Regions from separate parts of the Mus musculus genome. Here region 1 is linked to region 2. The links are chromatin contacts, called in public promoter capture Hi-C maps. All regions are on one chromosome and are shown on one strand. Each heading gives the region's core, a stretch centred on a gene start, on an enhancer-like site or on the middle of the called end of the contact. The rest is flanking DNA. Distances are from core to core; before and after follow the strand shown.

Region 1 (3,433 bases), core at 886-3,385, 230 kb before region 2:
AACACAAGCATGTATCATGTACACATATATGCACATGCATGCATACATACATACATACATACATACATGCAAGCACACACACACATCCAGAGAAGCTGACAGGATGGAGCTCTGTGCTTACCTTTGAGTCCACTGTACTTCGTCCAGCCTTGAAACCATCTAGAAGTACAAACATTGAGAGGTATCAGTGCCTCGCTCAGCTCACACACATCCATCACAGGCTCATTTTATGAGGCTCTAGCTTATCAATAAACCATCAACAAAACAAACAAATCTCAGGGCCTCCACTTCCTCCAGTCCCCAGAGATAATTACTGTGCCAAAGAAACAGCAAATCAAAGTGGTGTATACACTACAAATGTTGCTGCACCAATCCTAGCAGAACCAACAGGAAAGCCTCTTGTGTAAACAATGTGAATGGCAGAGATGCCACTCGGAACAACTTTCCGAGACATTTTAACAAGAATCTAACTGATGCGATTCACTTGGAGAAAAGCTCAGGATAGCCACATTTTCTGTGTGGCACGGGGATGACACCACACATTCAGCTTGTGCATGGTAAACTGACTCATCTGTCACTATTGTTTTTCTTAGTGCTGACCCCCTCCCCCCAGCAGTGTATTATGATTACTATGCAGAAAAATAACATGATTATATTTTAATTTAAAAGGCTTAGTAGTAGATGGCTGGGGAAGGATAAGAAGTTCAAGGTCATCATCAGCTACCTAGAGAACTCAAGGCTGGCTATGAGTTCAATTCCCAGCAACCACCTGGTGGCTCACAACCTTCTATAATGAGATCTGGCGCCCTCTTCTGGCACCAAATAGCTTTTTCATGGAACAGTGGGCACCTGCCTTGCTGTCCTGAGGACAGCTTCCTGGGGAAGGCAATTCAACCCTACTGCATGAAGAGGGTACTTGATGAACACAAGGGGTTTGGACAAGCAGAGCCAGAGTAGGCACAGAACAGCACTCTACACTCTAGTTCTTTCCTCTGACTCTTAATCTGCATCAGCTTTCAACAAATCAAGGGAAAAGTAAACAACGACGGAAGTGGTGAATGACCTCGAAAGAACGTGCAGGGGTCACCAATGGGACCGGGAGTTACTACAGCACAAGGATGTCGGGAGAGAGCTGCAGCCTCAGAGCAGCAGTCTGAGAACAGCAGTAAATGTCACACAAACCCCTCTCCCTAAAACATTGGAAAAGGAAAACCAAAATCCAACATGGTTTCTTCTGACTTTCATTTTAGCATTTCCCCCCAAACTTGGTCTCTCTTTGCTGCACAGGCCTCACCTTAACTGGGCACAGACTTTCTTCCTGCTTCAGCCTCCCAAGTTCTAGGACTGCAGACATGCTCAGTGTCCAGCATAAGCTGTTATGTTTCGCCTGCATTCTGACCTGATGTGCAGTGTCAATATTCTCAAAGGCAATTGTATCCTTGAGTCAGAGATCCCAGCTCTACTAACCATCTTAAAGACAATAGAACACATACCACAATTTTCCTTTTAAAAAAGACTCATCTTAGGGTTGAAGAGATGACTCAGTAGTTAAGAGTACTGGCTACTCTTCCAGAGGTCCTAAGTTCAATTCCCAGCAACCACATGGTGGCTCACAGCCACCTCTAATGAGATCTGGTGCCCTCTTCTGGTACACAGGCAGAACACATAATAAATAAACCTTTTTTTAAAAGACTCATCTTTATTTGCGTGTGTGTGTGTGTGTGTGTGTGTGTGTGTGTGTGTGTGTGTGTGCGTGCGCGCGCCTTGTGTATGGGTGCCTGTGGAGGCCAGAAGGGCTTTGGATCCCTTGGAACTGGGTTTTCAGGTTTCATGAAGCACCTGATGTGGATGTTGGGAGGTAAACTAGAGTCCTCTGCAAGGCAAGCAAGTTTTCTTAACTGCTGAGCCATCTCTCCAGTCTCTACAGTAAGTCCAATGCCACAGTACCTGGATAACAATGCCTGGAGATGATGATGTGTCACTTCAGGGAAAGGCTGAGGCTGAGCCTGTGTGAGAGTCACTTACTAGGACGGTAGCATGGAATCAAAGTAAAGCAACGGGCATGCACAGGCTGACGTGGGACAGAGCTCTGAGGCAGCATGTTCTATGCTGAGGAAATGAGCCAACCAGGAACAGTTACCAAAGTGCTGAGCCAGCATGAGGAGAGGCCTCTTTCCTCTCCCTTCTACTTGCTTCCTGTGTGGGCCCCAGCACAATGCTCAGACAATACAGACCAGGCTGCAGTTCTTGAAAACAAAATCTCTACAAAGCAAGCTTACCGAGGGTTCTCCGAGCCTCACTGTCTTTGGGGTTGGAGCTGACAGCAGGCTCCTGGCTCTGACTCAGGATTTTCTCATCCTTGCTGAAGACAATCTCTGGTAACTGCTTACCAGCTTCTGGTGGGGATCTGACCTTGACTCTACATCCATGGAAAACAGAAAGAAGCGTTCAGAGCAGCACTCCAGACTTTGCTTTAACACTGCTGTAGGCCCAGTTCAAGCCGTCTTTTTGTTTGTTTGTTTGTTTTGAAGACAAGGTTTCTGGCTGTTCTGGAACTAGCTCAGCAGACCACACTAGGCTCAAGCTCAAGAGAGCCACCTACTTTTACCTCCCAGCTGCTAGGATTAAAAGCATATGCCACCATGCCCAGCTCCAGCTCTGAGTCTGGCACCTTGTGCCACCCCTGCCACATCAGAGATGTAGATTCTGCCATCTACATTCTATGTTGCAACTGAAGTGCAGAAAAGGTAAACACTGGCCAAGGACCAGAGAGACCATGCAGGGACAAAGTGCTTGCCTAGTCTGTACATGGCCCAGACCCTGGCCCCAGCCCTGCCACCCCAAGCTAGGAAGCAGCTGAGTGAGGAGCCTGAGTCTCTCTCTAAGCCAGGGTAGTAGCAAATACATAATTATGCTGTTCACACATCCCTTAAGGATTCTTAGTGTGCTCAGAACATTGGTAAAGAGAAACAGAAGACACAGCTTCTATAATACAGTCAGGACAAGTCCAGGGACTGTGTGAGGAATTAGGGACACTACTAATTACTGGCCTAAAAGCCATTTCCTTCTTCTCCCTGTTTCAACAATTAATTATATGTTTGTGTGTGCATATGCAAGCGTATGTGTACTATATGCATGCAAGGTCCTGGGAAGGTTTCCAATCCCCCAGAGCTGAAGTAGCTCTAGGTGGTTGTGAGCCCCCCTGTGAATGCTGAGAGCCACACTTGGGTCCTCTGTAAGACTAATGAGTGCTCTTAATCACCAAGCCATCTATCTAGCACCCCACTCTTTTTTTCTTTTATAAGACAGAGTATTACTATGTAACCCTGGCCTGGAACTTACTGTGTAGACAAAGCTAGCCTCAAACTCAAAGAGATCTGTTGGCTTCTGTTTCCTGAGTGCTGCAATTAAAGATATGTGTCACCAGGAGCTG
Region 2 (3,331 bases), core at 796-3,295:
GTTCCAGGTCATCCTGGTCTACATATCAAGTCCTAGGGCTACATAGCGAGACTCTGTCTCAACAAACAAACTCATCAGGCAAGATCTGAATTTAACCCCTGGGCCCCATGGTGGGAGTCCAGTGTCCATGAGTTGTTCCTCCCCTTCCATGTCTCCACCATGGCAGGCTCTCTAACGCACACACTAGAGTAAAACTAATGAAAACAAAATTCCCCACAGTCTGTAAATGTGTGGGGTCTGAGGATACAGTTCAGTTGGTAGCAAGCTTTCTTAGCATCCAATAAACCCTGGGTTCAATCCCAGCACCACACAAAATTGCACATGGTGGGGCTGGTGAGATGGCTCAGTGGTTAAGAGCGCCGACGGCTCTTCTGAAGGTCCCGAGTTCAAATCCCAGCAACCACATGGTGGCTCACAACCATCCGTAACGAAATCTGATGCCCTCTTCTGGAGTATCTGAGGACAGCTACAGTGTACTCACACATAATAAATAAATAAATAAATAAATAAATAAATAAATAAATAAATAAATTGCACACGGTGACACATGTCTGTAATCCCAGGACTTTGGAGGCTGAGACAGGAGAATCATCTTGATACACAGTGATCTGGAGGCTAACAAATCTGAAATTTGGGCTTGGAGGTAGAACTCAGATCTTCTGAACAAATGAACCCACAGTCTGTGTGACTCTGTAGCCCAAGCTGGTCCTGAACTTATAGTTCTCCCACTTCTGCTTCTCGAGGAGCTGGGATTCTAGGCTTGCGCTCTCTGTGTGAGCGTGTTCATGTGGACCGACATATATGCACAAGTATGTAGAGGCCAGAAGACAACACTGTGGTCATTCTTCAGGGAGCATTTGTTTCCATGTGTGTATGCATGCCTGTATGTGTACATGTGTGTTCACATATGAGCAAGTGCTATGTGAGCCGGAGATGGACATCATACATCCTCCATGGTCTCTCTCCACTTTATAATCTGAGACACAGTCTTCGTCTGAACCCGGAGCTCGCCATTCCTCTAGACTGGCTGGTCAGCAGGCATCAGGGATCTGCCTGTCTCCAGCTCCCAGTGCTGAGATCACAGACACAGGCCACCGACACTGGTTTTTACACAGGTAACAGAACATCTTCCCGATCCCTACCTTGTTATTTGAGATAAGGTCTCTCTCGGGCCTGGAGCTCAAGGGTTAGGATAGGCTGGAGCCCCAGGATTCACCTGTCTCCACCTCCTCAGAACTAGGGTTACATAGGTTACTATGTTCTGCTTTTAGACAGGGTCTCACTGTGTGGCCACGGGTAACCCCAGATTCACAGAGATCCACCTGCTTCTGTGTCCCACATATTTAAAAGCTTGTACCACCACCATGCCTGGCTTTACAATCTGCTTTTTGTTTGATTGTTTTGTTTATTTGAGACAGGGTTTCTCTGTGTAGCCCTGGCTGTCCTGGAACTCTCTCTATAGACCAGGCTGGCCTCGAACTCACAGAGATCCACCTGCCTCTGCCTCTGGAGCGCTGGGATTAAAGGCATGTGCCAACAGTGCCAGGTGATCCTCTGCTTTTCATGTGGATGCTGAAACAACTCATATTGTTATGCTTGTATGCTATGCTCTGTACCTTCTGCTACATGTCCCCAGCCCCGCCCCCCTGCTCCCTGGCTCCATTTTCAGGCAGTATGTTTTGTTGCCATGAGTTTCCCAATGGTGTATGGCAAGCTTCTTTCTTATCGTCCTTGGCTCTCTTTGTTACATTTCCTACCGTGGTTCTCCTGAAGCACGGCCTACAGTGTTTCTGTTGTTACTCCAGTGACATTCCGAGGGACTTCTGGGGGCCTTCATAAATTAAAAGGAACAACAATGACAAAGTCCTGGAAGGCGACTCTGCTTTGGACTGGACTCTACATTTGGTTTGGACGCTAGCTGAGAATTTTCAGGACCAGAGACAGCGCTCCGTGGTCCTCACCTGTTTGCCAGGAGAGCAGGGGACGTGAGGATGCTGAGAAGACCCACGCACTTCTACCAAACGAACACTAGAGGGCAGCGAGCTGCAGGTCTGCAGCCTCACAGATGGCTCTCAATTCCCGTTCGCTCTTGTTTGAACACTGGGGATGGACTGGGTGTAGGGGTGTGGCAGAAGCCCTGCTATAACTTCTAGGAAGGACGCATGAGTGTTTTACAAAAGCTCTTTATGGCAAGGCCCTTGGAGATCCCTGTCTACTGGGCAAGGCGCTGTGGAAACAAACGATACTGCGGACGCGTGCTCAGGCCCTCCTGGTTTTTACCACTTTTAGTTTCGTTTTGTTCAGTCATGATTATGGCTGAGTTTATGAGGAATCTAGAGTGTTTTTTTCTTTTCTTTCTCTCTTCTTCTTCTTCTTCTTCTTCTTCTTCTTCTTCGTCTTGTTTTTTGTTTGTTTGTTTTTTTCGAGACAGGGTTTCTCTGTATAGCCCTGGCTGTCCTGGAACTTACTCTGTAGACCAGGCTGGCCTCGAACTCAGAAATCCGCCTCCCTCTGCCTCCCAAGTGCTGGGATTAAAGGCATGCCCCACCACGCCCGGCCCAAGTGTTTCTTTCTTGGAACACAGAAACCGGTTCTCCTGGCTCCCCCTGGCTGCCTCTGCAGTCACCTGGAAAAAGCAGAAGGAAGTATTAAGGTTAATGGCCCTTACTTGACTGTTTTCTTTTATAAAAGAGATAACTACATTCCAAGAACTTAGGAGATGGCTTTGAGAACGTATGAAACATATAAGGAAGAAATAAAGGGCATAGAAGGTCAGACATCCCTCCAGTGCCAAAAAATTGACAAAGGAATCTAAATCTCGCAGTCCCTTTGGAGGTAAGAGTAGAAACTGCCAGGAGGAACAGAAACTTGGTCCCAGCAGTTAAGAGCCTGGTATCAATCTTACCATTCTGGGAAATGTATTTAAAAAAAGAACAGGACCATATTGTAAAACTACTGCTTACATAAAAGTAATACACAGACTATTTAGCAATTATTAGACTTATACCTGGAAAATATTATTTTAGGTGTGGTATCATCTCCTCTGCTGACTTCAAAAATGTAAAAGTGCCATGCTGTCAAAGACTATGGGGCTTGAATGTCTCTTATTTTGTAACCACGTGTCTCCTGACAGTCTAGAAACAGTTCAAATAGGGTGTGTGCCTAGTTAGATAAGTTCATTTGGCTTAGATACGAGCTAAAGGCTAATTAATAAATGCTTAGATATAGGGTAAAGGTCAATTAATGACTACAAGGGAGAGGGGAAGAGGAAAAGAAACTAAAATGGGGGCTGGAGAGACTGCTCAGCGGTTAAGAGCACCGACTACTCTTC

What was found. Capture Hi-C pulls out chosen DNA fragments and counts their contacts.
Region 1: a promoter capture Hi-C map of adipose tissue shows a contact between it and region 2. The contact joins two enhancer-like sites. A contact is called at or near these places in 2 of 39 promoter capture datasets (embryonic stem cells and liver), 1 of 484 Hi-C or Micro-C datasets (B cells), 10 of 115 datasets of contacts at active chromatin or transcription factors (bone marrow-derived macrophages, craniofacial prominence, embryonic stem cells and 2 more) and 4 of 9 other capture datasets (adipose tissue, liver, macrophages and 1 more).

What each region holds. Positions count from the first base shown.
Region 1 is chr2:31,170,928-31,174,360 of GRCm38.p6, reverse strand. It overlaps Gpr107 (G protein-coupled receptor 107), which reads right to left. Exons shown (of 18, transcript NM_178760.4): 5 at 2,280-2,419; 6 at 122-159. Among named protein-coding and RNA genes, the nearest start is that of Gm22516, 17 kb to the left of the region's middle. Within about 2 kb of position 2,135, at least 63 of the 459 cell types and tissues checked have an H3K27ac peak or open chromatin away from gene starts, as enhancers often do. A contact at or near this core is called in adipose tissue and bone marrow-derived macrophages, where this site is marked.
Region 2 is chr2:30,941,590-30,944,920 of GRCm38.p6, reverse strand. No RefSeq gene overlaps it. Among named protein-coding and RNA genes, the nearest start is that of Tor1b, 9.7 kb to the left of the region's middle. Within about 2 kb of position 2,045, at least 113 of the 459 cell types and tissues checked have an H3K27ac peak or open chromatin away from gene starts, as enhancers often do. A contact at or near this core is called in adipose tissue and bone marrow-derived macrophages, where this site is marked.